Regions from separate parts of the Lactuca sativa genome. Here region 2 is linked to region 1. The links are chromatin contacts, called in public Hi-C maps. All regions are on one chromosome and are shown on one strand. Each heading gives the region's core, a stretch centred on a gene start, on an enhancer-like site or on the middle of the called end of the contact. The rest is flanking DNA. Distances are from core to core; before and after follow the strand shown. Region 1 holds the start of LOC111885937 (APO protein 4, mitochondrial). Region 2 holds the start of LOC111899361 (formin-like protein 2).

Region 1 (5,453 bases), core at 1,434-3,933:
GGGATCTAACTTCTGAAAAAAGTATGACACATTTAAAAAAGAAAAGAGTAAATTACTGAAACCGTCTCTATGGTTTTGTTAAAAATGCACGTTTGGTCTCTAATTTTTCTTTTGCACTCGGATCGTCCCTATGGTTTGATTTTGTTGCGTTTTTCGTCCCTTGCATACATAAAGTTAGGGACTAAATGTGCAATTTTGACCAAACCATAGGGACGAAAAACGCAACAAAATCAAACCATAGGGACGATCCAAGTGCAAAATAAAAGTTAGAGACCAAACGTGCAATTTAATCAAACCATTGAAACGAATTAGAGACATATCTAAATACCTTACTCAAGTCACATTTTCATATTTAGTCGTTTTGTTATTTTGGTCGGTTTGTTTTGAAACCAATAACACAATTGGAGGGCCCCTTCAAGGTTTAATGGGAATAATTTTTTACAGTCAAATTATTTGAATGTTTTGTACCGGGGTCCGGGTATAGAAAGTACAAATGAGTTAGCTTCAAGCATGCATATTAACATCATTAACATGTACGTTTACACGCACACACTGACACCCATACAATGTATATAACATGTAGCAGGTAGTATTGAGAACTAATTTGGGCATTTGGATGAAGATAATTAATGGTTATATTAAATGTTTAAATAATTAGTAATCTTAAACATGTTGAATAATGTACACAGTACACGGAATGGAAGAAAACGAAGTAGTTTTCAGTTGTTTGTATTTGGAGTTTATATATGCGGGAATGGAAGAAAGACAGAAGTTTGCGGTTGTCTACAAAAAAAAAAAAATTCAAGATAGTGTTTTCAGATAAGGTAAACAGCCTTATAAACCTTGATGACAATGATTTCCTGAATCCACCTGAATGTAAGATGCACCCTTTTATATCAAATTTTTTTGTATGTTATTGTAAAGGACATTTATTGAATTCAACATGAAAGTATAACAAAGATTTTTATTTTTGTACAATATAATTTCAAGGAACATTTAAAAAAAAAATTGAATTATATCACGTGGAAATTTCATATGTTTATGTGGATCAAAATAGTTATCTAGAAGCGCTGAAAAGAATTTGTAGCATATGCAAGAGAATTGAAAACTATGATTTTGTTTTTTCACAATGGAGTGAGTATTTATGTCTAGACGATCGGATGAGTTTAAAAGAAGACACATGTGTTTGCGTTGGTGTCTATATGGACAACGTGTTCATCTCAAGGTTTCCATCCAAGCGAAACATCCAACTCTAAAAGGTTGGCTTAATTTTCATTTTTTTTTTTGTTTTATTTCATAAAAAGATATCAATACTTATACAACTATATAATACTAATAATATTTTTATTTATTTTATGAGACATGCAAAGAATACAAATCTCATGATAGCTTGGAGGTTTTTGGTTCTATTTGAAAAAAAAAAACCTCATGAAAATATTTGTTCCTTTTGACAATGTTTTCTTTAGTTACAAATGTTCTTATTTAGGTTCATGAATGGATTATAAGTTTTAAGATGTTCTTAATAGTTGGATTTCATCTTATTTTACATGATCAATTTCTTTTATTGTTTATTTAACATCTTAGGATTTTGCTTTTCTGTATTTCACAAGCTGAATTACATTATAACTTTTACAACATACAAATACACGATACAAGAAACAAAATAAACATATATCTAAAAATAATGATTTTGTCCAAGCATAGTCATAGCAGATTTTCAAATTTACACTCATTTTCTTAAAGAAATTTTGATTTAATGATTTTCATTTTTCATAATTTTAAAGTTAAATTATTAGTATTTTATAAGATTTGATTTTGATCCCTTAGTATATTATAAAGTGATGTTTGTTGTCCCTTACATAACTTTTTTTTACAACATTCGTTTTTATTAATTGAAAAGAAATTCTTTGCCACAATGAGTTTTTATTAATTGAAAAGAAATTCTTTGCCACAATGAACGGAGCAACATAAATACGAGTTTACTAGTGATTGAAGTGTTCATTGGGTTGATAATGTGTGATAAATCTATTCTAGTTTTAATATTGGGTTTAGGTCTAAATTGTTCACTTAACTTTTGGTTTTGTGTTCATTTGGTCATTTAACTTTTTTTATGTTTTAAAATGTCATCAAACTTTTGATATGCTCATTTAGTTACTTAACTTTTGTTTTGGTCACTTAACTTTCAGATTTGTGCTCATTTAGTCACCTAACTTTTAAATTTGTGCCTATTTAGTCACTAAACTTTTGAAAAAATTTAAAAGTTTAGTGACTAAATGAGCACAATTTTAAAAGTTAGGTGACTAAATATGACCAAGCCAAAAGTTAAGTGACTAAATGAGTACAAAGGCAAAAGTTTGATGACCTTTTAAAACTTAAAAAGAGTTAAGTGACCAAATGAGCACAAAACCAAAAGTTAAGTGACTAAAATTGACCTAAACCCTTTTAATATTATCCATTTGCCAAAACGAAAGGCATAAAATGGAAAGGAAATTGTGGAAAATCAGATTGAAACAACCATTCAAAAGTTTAAGATCAAGCGCATATATAAATTTCAACACATTCACGTGATATATATGCATATATTTATGACATTTTTCAAAATATAAAAAACCTTTTCAAAATAATAATGACATTTTTATGTGAACGTACAATGGGCTTAACCGGGCTTTAGGTCAACAACAAGGCCAATTCGGATAATGGGCTTTGGGTCAGCAATGAAGCCCATTTGGATAACTGATATTGGTGATTCAGAAGTCCACAACACCTAGCTACCTTCATCGTCTTCGCATTCACAGCAGCGAATCTCCAAATCCGAGCACCTGCACAAGTAACTACATCAAAATCTCTTCATCTTTCTTCATTAATTTGTGTTTAGAGGTTTTCCTACGTATCTTAACTTCCTGCTTTTTAATTTTTTTACCTGGCCGTATTTCCTTTGCCTCATGCTCATTAGTCTCGTTGATGTTTGTTGATCATGAAATCAATTTCATGTTTCATTTGAAGGCTAAGTCGATCAATTGCGAACTGAATTCAGAAATCACATTGAATGTTACCATTTTTAAAGAGTCTTCATTTGATCCCGACGAAGGAATTTCTAGGGTTCGAATGATTGTATATATCCATTATACATTTGTAAAAGCTTCTCATTTGATATAATATACATATATGGCAGCTATGAAGAATCCGAGACTATGGTGTAACACAATCATGGTGCAAGGGTTAATTGGGATCACTCGACACTACAGATCAAATCCAAAAGTAGATTTTAAGAAACTGAGGCCAATGATTCTGAAGAGGATCGAGAATCGAGCCAAATATTATCCAGTAAAAGACATGATCCCTGTTGCTTATGATGTCGTTAGATCAAGAAGCCTTTTGATTCAAGGCGTATCCACTCTTCTCCAAGTAATACCCATCTGGTCTTGCAAGTATTCTCTATCTCTCATTCACTGTCTTCTTCTTCTTCTTCTTTTTCGATACATTTTGTTTCTTTAAAATAAACATACAATTGGTTTGATGATTGATTAAACACACATATACACTATCTTCCACTTACAGATTCTGTCAAGAAGTATACATTGGTGAAAAGGGTCACGCAATCAAAACCTGCCATGGGTACAAACGTCATTCCAAGAACAAACCCCACGAATGGATCAAAGGAGGTATAAATGACATTCTTGTCCCTGTAAACACATTCCACCTAAAAACCATGTTCCAAAATGTGATCAAACACGATGAAAGATTCGATTACAACCGAATACCCGCAATTCTTGAACTCGCGCTCCAAGCAGGTGCCGATTTTGATTTTGACCACGAGGGTATATCCGGAAACAAAATTGAATGTTTAAATGTTGAATCTTTATCACCCAATGATCTGAGGGTAATTTCGGAAGGAACTTTAAAGGCATGGGAGGTGGTTAGATCGGGTGTTCAAAAGTTGATGATGGTTTATTCGGCTAAAGTTTGTAAATATTGTTCGGAGGTTCACGTGGGCCCATCTGGACATAAGGCGCGATTGTGTGGGGTGTTTAAGTATGAGAGGTGGCGTGGAGGGCATTTTTGGAAAAAAGCAGAGGTTGATGATTTGGTGCCTGAAAAGGTGGTGTGGTTTCGTAGGCCTCAAGATCCGGTTGTTCTTGAGGATAAGTGGCGGTCATTTTACGGACATGCCCCCGCGGTGGTTGATTTGTGTACGAAAGGTGGTGCGGTGGCACCGATTAAGTATTATTGTATGATGAAACTTCAAGGGTTATCTGCTGATGTGGCATTTAAGACTCGCTGATGACCATTAAAGACATTACATAACATGTTGTACTGTGTTTGATATATATCAGACTGACTGAGACTTAGATTTAGACTGTGAAAGAAAATGAAAGTTTTTGTCTTGTTTGTGCAAAAGACGTTAATACCTTCATTCTCATAACTGACATTAACCCATATATAGCTTATTGAAGGAAGTCGTATAAAAAGGGGAAATGCCTAAATAGTAATCAAGTTTGATAATCGTTTAACTTGTGGTTTTTATACTTTTTGTTCTAATTACTCGAGTTTCAATTTTGTTCTATGTATGTGAAATTAGACATTTGTAACCTTTTTACTAAGGAAAAATCCACCAAAACACTCTTACCGATCTAGAGGAATACATCAAACCAAAACAATCTTAGCAACCAATCTTGTAGCCCATTGTATTCCATTACAATATATCCATTTTCAAATGTTTCGTGAGTTCCTTTGACTTCCTAATTTTTGGCCATAAATGGTTTGACATTATGTTGTACTTTTTTCAATATGACAACCGATCCATTGCCAACTTGGCATCCACTAAACAACATGGCTATCGTTCGATGGGTCGCTAGTAGTTTCAAAATTTAGAATTTGAATTTTGAAACTCGATTGAATTTCGAAAAGGAGAAATTGGATGAGAAAAAGAAAGCTCGAGATGAGAAGCAAAGAGCATGAGTGGAAAACAAAAAAACTTGCGCTATGGAATTTTTAACGCACAACATCGATCATCTCTTCAAAAACTAACTCGAGATGATTTTTAGGGTTAGAGCGAAAATCATGAAAAGTATTACTGTTAAACTTAATTTGTATCATTTTTATTTAATTTTTGTTTTTAGCTATGTAATTGCTTTAATTAAATATGTATTTTAAATATTTATATAATTATTAAATTTTATTTTAACAAAATATGGTGTGTGTGGTATCATTTTCTATTAGTTTTCTAGGGTGAGAGAAGATGAGAAAAAAATATACGACCAAAAATATGATAAATTGTGGTACCAAGTAACCTACTTGTTTAAGAGCTTTTTTTTTTCTTTTTTTTTTTTGAAAAAATAAACGTGGACAACTATCATTATGAGAAGGTATATAGGTTTTTTACATTTATTTTTAATTTCTTTCCCCATTCATTTTGATAGTCATTTTTTTTGGACAGTAATGCAATATAAAAT
Region 2 (5,453 bases), core at 2,139-4,638, 410 kb before region 1:
AAGCAAATGAGCAGTACCACTATTGGAGGGGCAAATCACCTTGGAGGTACCCCAGTATCTCCGGCCCAAAATCCAAATACATGCATCCCAAGCTATTCCTATCATCCTTAGGGTTTTATATCTCCAGCCCAAAATCCAAATACATGCATCCCAAGCCATTCCTATCATCCTTAGGGTTTTATGTTTGATCATCGGTCTATAAATAGATGATGCTAGCTAGGATTTATAGATGATCTTTTGTGTGGTCTTCAAAGAGTCTTTGTGAGGTGTTTTCTCTCTTTTGATTGTATTGTGACTCCCAGTCTCTCCTCCTTGAGCTCGTGAATAAGAATATTTTCTCTTGTTGTAGGTCACATTATCCGAAACATGTTAAATGTTTTATCTTTGATTTCGTATGCTTTCTCGTTTATTGACACATTCTTATATAACTTCTTGAACTTGGAGGTCATGACATTAAGGATGTAACATGTCCATGCATTTTAGACCATTTATGAAGGAAACCCCAAATTTAGGGGTATTTAGAGGTTCCTTATGAAAAGTAATGAAATAATCTTAGTTCATTAATTGTAACAAAACAGATTAAAGAAAATAATATTTAGATCTAAACACGCTAAAACGATTTTGTACAGGAGAAAACTGCACCAAAATCCAATACCCAAAATTTATACAGATGGTCGAAGAGTTGCCAACATTGCAATTGAGCAACAAAACCTACAATTAAAGCCTAGAACCAATTACACCGAAACTGACTCATCTTCTCCATCTGATGACCCAAACTGTTGTCCTCCATTGTACTTAGGAAATACAGGAAGACTTTGACTCATTCGCAATAAGGGGATCCCAACTGTGCTTCTCTCATTCATCTTCCCAACATCCTTACAAACTCGATCAAGAACTGACAAGAACTCACGCACCACTATAAAAATCCTCAAAGCTTCACCTTCTTCCATGGCAGAATACTCCCCATGAAAGTATTCAGTAGCTTCCTTCACCATTGAAATGGATAGCCGCTCTTGATCAACAATCTTAACCAGATCACCCTTCGCTTTCTTCAAGAACACGTTCATGGAGTCTGAGAATCTTTCATTCGATCCAATCTGTTCGTTTAAACCCACCACTTCACCAACCTTGGTTAACCCCATCGCTAACCTTTCTACTTCCTTCGAAAGCAAGGTGGAATCCATGGCTGCAGCTTTCTTAACACTTGAAAGCTCACCACCGAGACTCGAAACAACTTCAAGACCACGTTTCCTGAACTCCACCTCATCACAAAGCTCTGATTTTTTATTATTTTCTCCACCCGAAAGGTGAAAACCTTCTTCTCGAATGATCTCTTGTACGACAAAATGGAGGAGTGTTGTTTTTCCATCGTTGCCCTTCACGTGTACAAGCTTGAGAAGAGCATCGAGCTTCAAGGCATGGGTAGTTCCGTCATTCATCTGGGTTCCTGCCATTAACACAGCGTCGAGCAGCTTTATAAACATCCTGCTGTTCCTAAGCTCCCGAGAAGCCATCTGGAAATACCATGAAACAAAGTTTTTTAACATATGAAATCGATTACATGACTTCCATGGATTCAAAAATCAAAACAGCAAAAGGTGGTGTATATAGTTATATATACCTCAATGGTTTTAAAGGATCCCTTGAGATACTCAACTTCATTATCGAAGTTTAATATGTAGAGCATGGCATCCACCCTCTTGAATGCGAATGGTATTTGGATAACTGCTTTCAGAAACTTCTCGGCTGGATCAAGATCATCGAATTCCTTTAAGCGAGTTTCTTCCTCCATGGTTGGAGCCATCTTCAACAAGCTCCCAAGTAACTCAGAATCTAAGGTATCAACGTTACCTGTTTATATACAATAATTAACACCGGATTAAATATGAATATATGATTGAATCAAGAAATTAAATTAAGTAGGATAAGTGGAATTGTTTGGTGATACCTTGAAGAATGGATTCACAGACTTCATCGATGGTTAAATCAAGCGCCCTCAAAAGTATAACGATGTTTCTGGATTTGTGTGGGTCAAGGACAATGTTCTTTTGGGTTACATCGGCAACCATCTTTTGATCGATGCCAGGGTTTGATGCAGGTTTGGATGAGTTCGCCATGAACAATGTATGTATCGTTTCTTCGTTCAACCTATGTGATTATATTATCGCGATTAGATGTAGAAATTCAGCGATGTAATGAAGAGATTAATGGAGGTAGCAGAGAAGATGATGAATCTCACTGAAAAGAGCTTAATTTGAAGTGATCCCATGTCGTTGCCTTCTCTGAGCTTGCTCTTACATTATCCCATTGTAAAGGTTTCAACTTTGGCTTCAAAATCTCTTCTTTTCTTTGTGTTCCGCAGAACCCAGATGGCGGTGGCGGAGGAGGTGGAGGTGGCAACACCGTCTTGTGGCGTTGAAACGCTACCGGAGATCCTTTTGGAGACAAGAAATCTCCAAGATCCTCCACTTCGGAGTCGGTGAAAGAACCCTCGTCCAGGTTGTGTTGGTGATGGAAGTCTTGTCGGGGTAATGGCGGGAGCGGGTGGAGCTCTGGCGAACCCAACATGTTATAATCGATTGAAGTGGCGGCGGCTGAGGCGGAGGCATTGGTCATGTGACCGGATGTTTTGAGAAGTTTTTGGTCGTGCAAGGGACTAACGAGTGTACCAAGATAAAGAAACTCGGAGCTGGGGGTGGAGAAGTTTGGTGGAAGAGTAGGAGGCGGTGGAGGTTTGTCAGAGGTGGGGAGGTTAGCCGGAAACAACCGGAGACTATCGGAAGGTGGAGGTTTGTGACTATGGTTGCGGTGGTACACAAGGGAGACAACCACCGCAGCAATAAACGCGATAGCAAGGAGGGAGAAAGCGAGGGAAATAAGAAGAAGCTTTGTGGAGACATGGGATTTGGAAGACGATGACGATGGGAGAATAATGGAAGAGATATTTGCAGGGAAAGTGGGGAGAGAAGTGGAAGGGACGGTGGTTGTGGTGGTGGAAGACTCTGGTGGGGAGGTGTATGAAGGGAAGAAACGGCGGTTGTTGTCAGTTTCTGGTGGTGTTAGTGAAGAGAAAGGATGTTTGGGTTGAGGTTGTGGTTGTGGTTGTGGTTGTAGAGAAGGGGAAGGAGAAGGCGACGGAGTTTGGGTGGTGACGTGTGGTGGTGGAGGAGGAGAATCGATGACCGGAAAGAAAGGTTGATGGAGGATCCGGCGGGAGGAGGAGGAATGGGAAGAGAGTAGTAGTAGTAATAGCAATAGGAGAAAGATGATTTGAGGAGCCATTTAAAATTTATTTGCAAATGGAAGAAGAAGCAGTTTGAGAGTGTGTTTTTAGAACAAAAGTAGTAGTAACAATATATTCTATTTAATTATTAAATGAAGGTAGTGACAAACAAAGTCAGCAACTACTTCAAGTGAGTGGGAGGATTTTGTTGGGTCTAGGGGTAGCTCAAACTTTTAATGTAGGAAAACACCCCCTTACCTGTATGTTTTCTATAAAAACAAGATAACAAATATTATTTTTATTGGAACAATTTTCTTTTTTAAATTTTTTTTTTTACAAGTTTAATTGCATGGCTTAATGTCACCATTAGACAACAAGTTTTTTTTAATTGGTTTAAATGATTTCTTAACTTATTTTATGGCTTTCTAGAGGTATGATAAGAACTTTATGATTTATTTTGTCTTTCTAGTCTGAAATAAGATGTCTAATATGTCATAAAATTAGGCGGAGAAGATGTTGTTATCTAAGGCTATCTCCAATGGGAGTTCAATGGAGGGTTTAATGGTGAGTTTAATCTCATTAAACCCAAAATCTCCATTGTAGGAAAATGACTAGGATTCAATGGAATGGGGAGTTCAATCCCCATTGAACTCTATATTCTCTCTCCTCACACACACACACACACACACACACACATATATATATATATATATATATATATATATATATATATATATATATATATTATTTTTTATTTTTTTATTTTAAATTAATGTTAATTTTAATTGTAGTTTTTAATTTTTAATTTCATGCTAATTAATTTTTTTTAAAATAACAATAAAGAAAAAGAAAACGATAAATGATGTGATAATCTATTGAATTGTATAGAGTTTAATGGAGTATAGAGTTTAATGGGTAAAGTTGTATAGTAAGTGGAATGTATATGTGTCAATCCATTGAACTCATATGAGTTTAATGCATTGGAGATGGTCTAAGGATCATGATGTGGCCAATACAGGTGGTGGTTGCCTAACTTTATAAATCTTTTCCCCTTTATTCTACGCTCAATAATCACATGTTCTTCTTTCCCTTCTTTCTTTATTTAAGCACTCTTTATGTGCGCGTATGTGTGTATGTGTAGGTCTTGATAGCAAGAACAGAAACCGAATCATCTCTCGTGAATTTGAATTTGCACATAAACAGGGTTCCAATCAAACAATAGAAGTAAACAATAATTCGATTATAATAAGAGGATTTCAAAAGACAAGGTATCGTTTCTTTATACAAACACAAAGTTGAATACCAAACTGTAGCTAATGTTATTCTTGAGACGTGTTTGTTGTACAACCTTCTTCGCGGGTTGTATCGTGCCCCCACCTCCATCCTTGTATACCATGACAACATTCAGGTAGTATACTTGTCCGCCAATCCGATTTAACACCAGAAAACAAAGAATAATATTGATATTTTCATCCATTTTGTCTGGGACAAAGTTGTCATGCGGCAAGTTCGGGTTCTCCACGTGTTTAAATCAACCCCTATATAAGGGATTGAGTGACCACATTTTGAAGCTTTTTCACTCTCTTAAAACACTTTCTCTCACTACTCTCTCTCTAAAACTCGACTTTGATCCAAAATCATCCATTTCAAGCTCCAATCTGGTAAGAAATCCATCCTAGCTCATAGTATAACATGTTTGGCTTTCAAATTCGTGTTTAAATCATGAAATAGGACCAAGAGCTTGTGTTTACGGTCTAGGAACCTCCCCAAACCGTGAACACCTATAAATGGGGTTTTGGAACCCCAAAACCCTTCCAAATCACTTCTAGTGCTTAGTTAAGACCTTTGGACTTGCAGGAATGGACTTAGAGTACCAAAATCTTACTATTTAGGGGGTAAACATGAGTTTACGGCCCAAGAACATGCTTGTACTGTAAACCCTCATTCATAGACCATAAACACCTTTTAAGGTGTTAGATTGCCCCTTAAACACCTCCAAAAGCTTCCATGAGCTTCCATGAGTACATAGAACCTTATATTCCTTTATAAGATGCACCAAAACATATACAAATGAGTCACACTTGAGTTTACGACCCAAGAACATTCTTGGACCGTAAAAACCCCTTCTTAGACCATAAACACTTCCAAAGAGTGTTAAAGTGCCCTTAACACCTTGTATGGCTTAGAATTGGACCTAGAACTTTGTACGCTTAACCTACAACCTCCAAAA

The links. Hi-C and Micro-C count contacts between places; a contact is called where the count stands out from the background.
Region 2: a Hi-C map of leaf shows a contact between it and region 1, with 10 times the contacts expected there. The contact joins the promoter of LOC111899361 here to the promoter of LOC111885937 in region 1. A contact is called at or near these places in 4 of 4 Hi-C or Micro-C datasets (bud, leaf and seed).

What each region holds. Positions count from the first base shown.
Region 1 is chr1:97,256,286-97,261,738 of Lsat_Salinas_v11, reverse strand. It overlaps LOC111885937 (APO protein 4, mitochondrial), which reads left to right and starts at 2,683. Exons shown (of 3, transcript XM_023882176.3): 1 at 2,683-2,827; 2 at 3,173-3,428; 3 at 3,559-4,398. The coding sequence starts at 3,175. The coding sequence ends at 4,282.
Region 2 is chr1:97,664,494-97,669,946 of Lsat_Salinas_v11, reverse strand. LOC111899361 (formin-like protein 2) reads right to left here and starts at 3,388. Exons shown (of 4, transcript XM_023895201.3): 1 at 2,240-3,388; 2 at 1,949-2,148; 3 at 1,622-1,851; 4 at 580-1,514. The coding sequence starts at 3,282. The coding sequence ends at 735.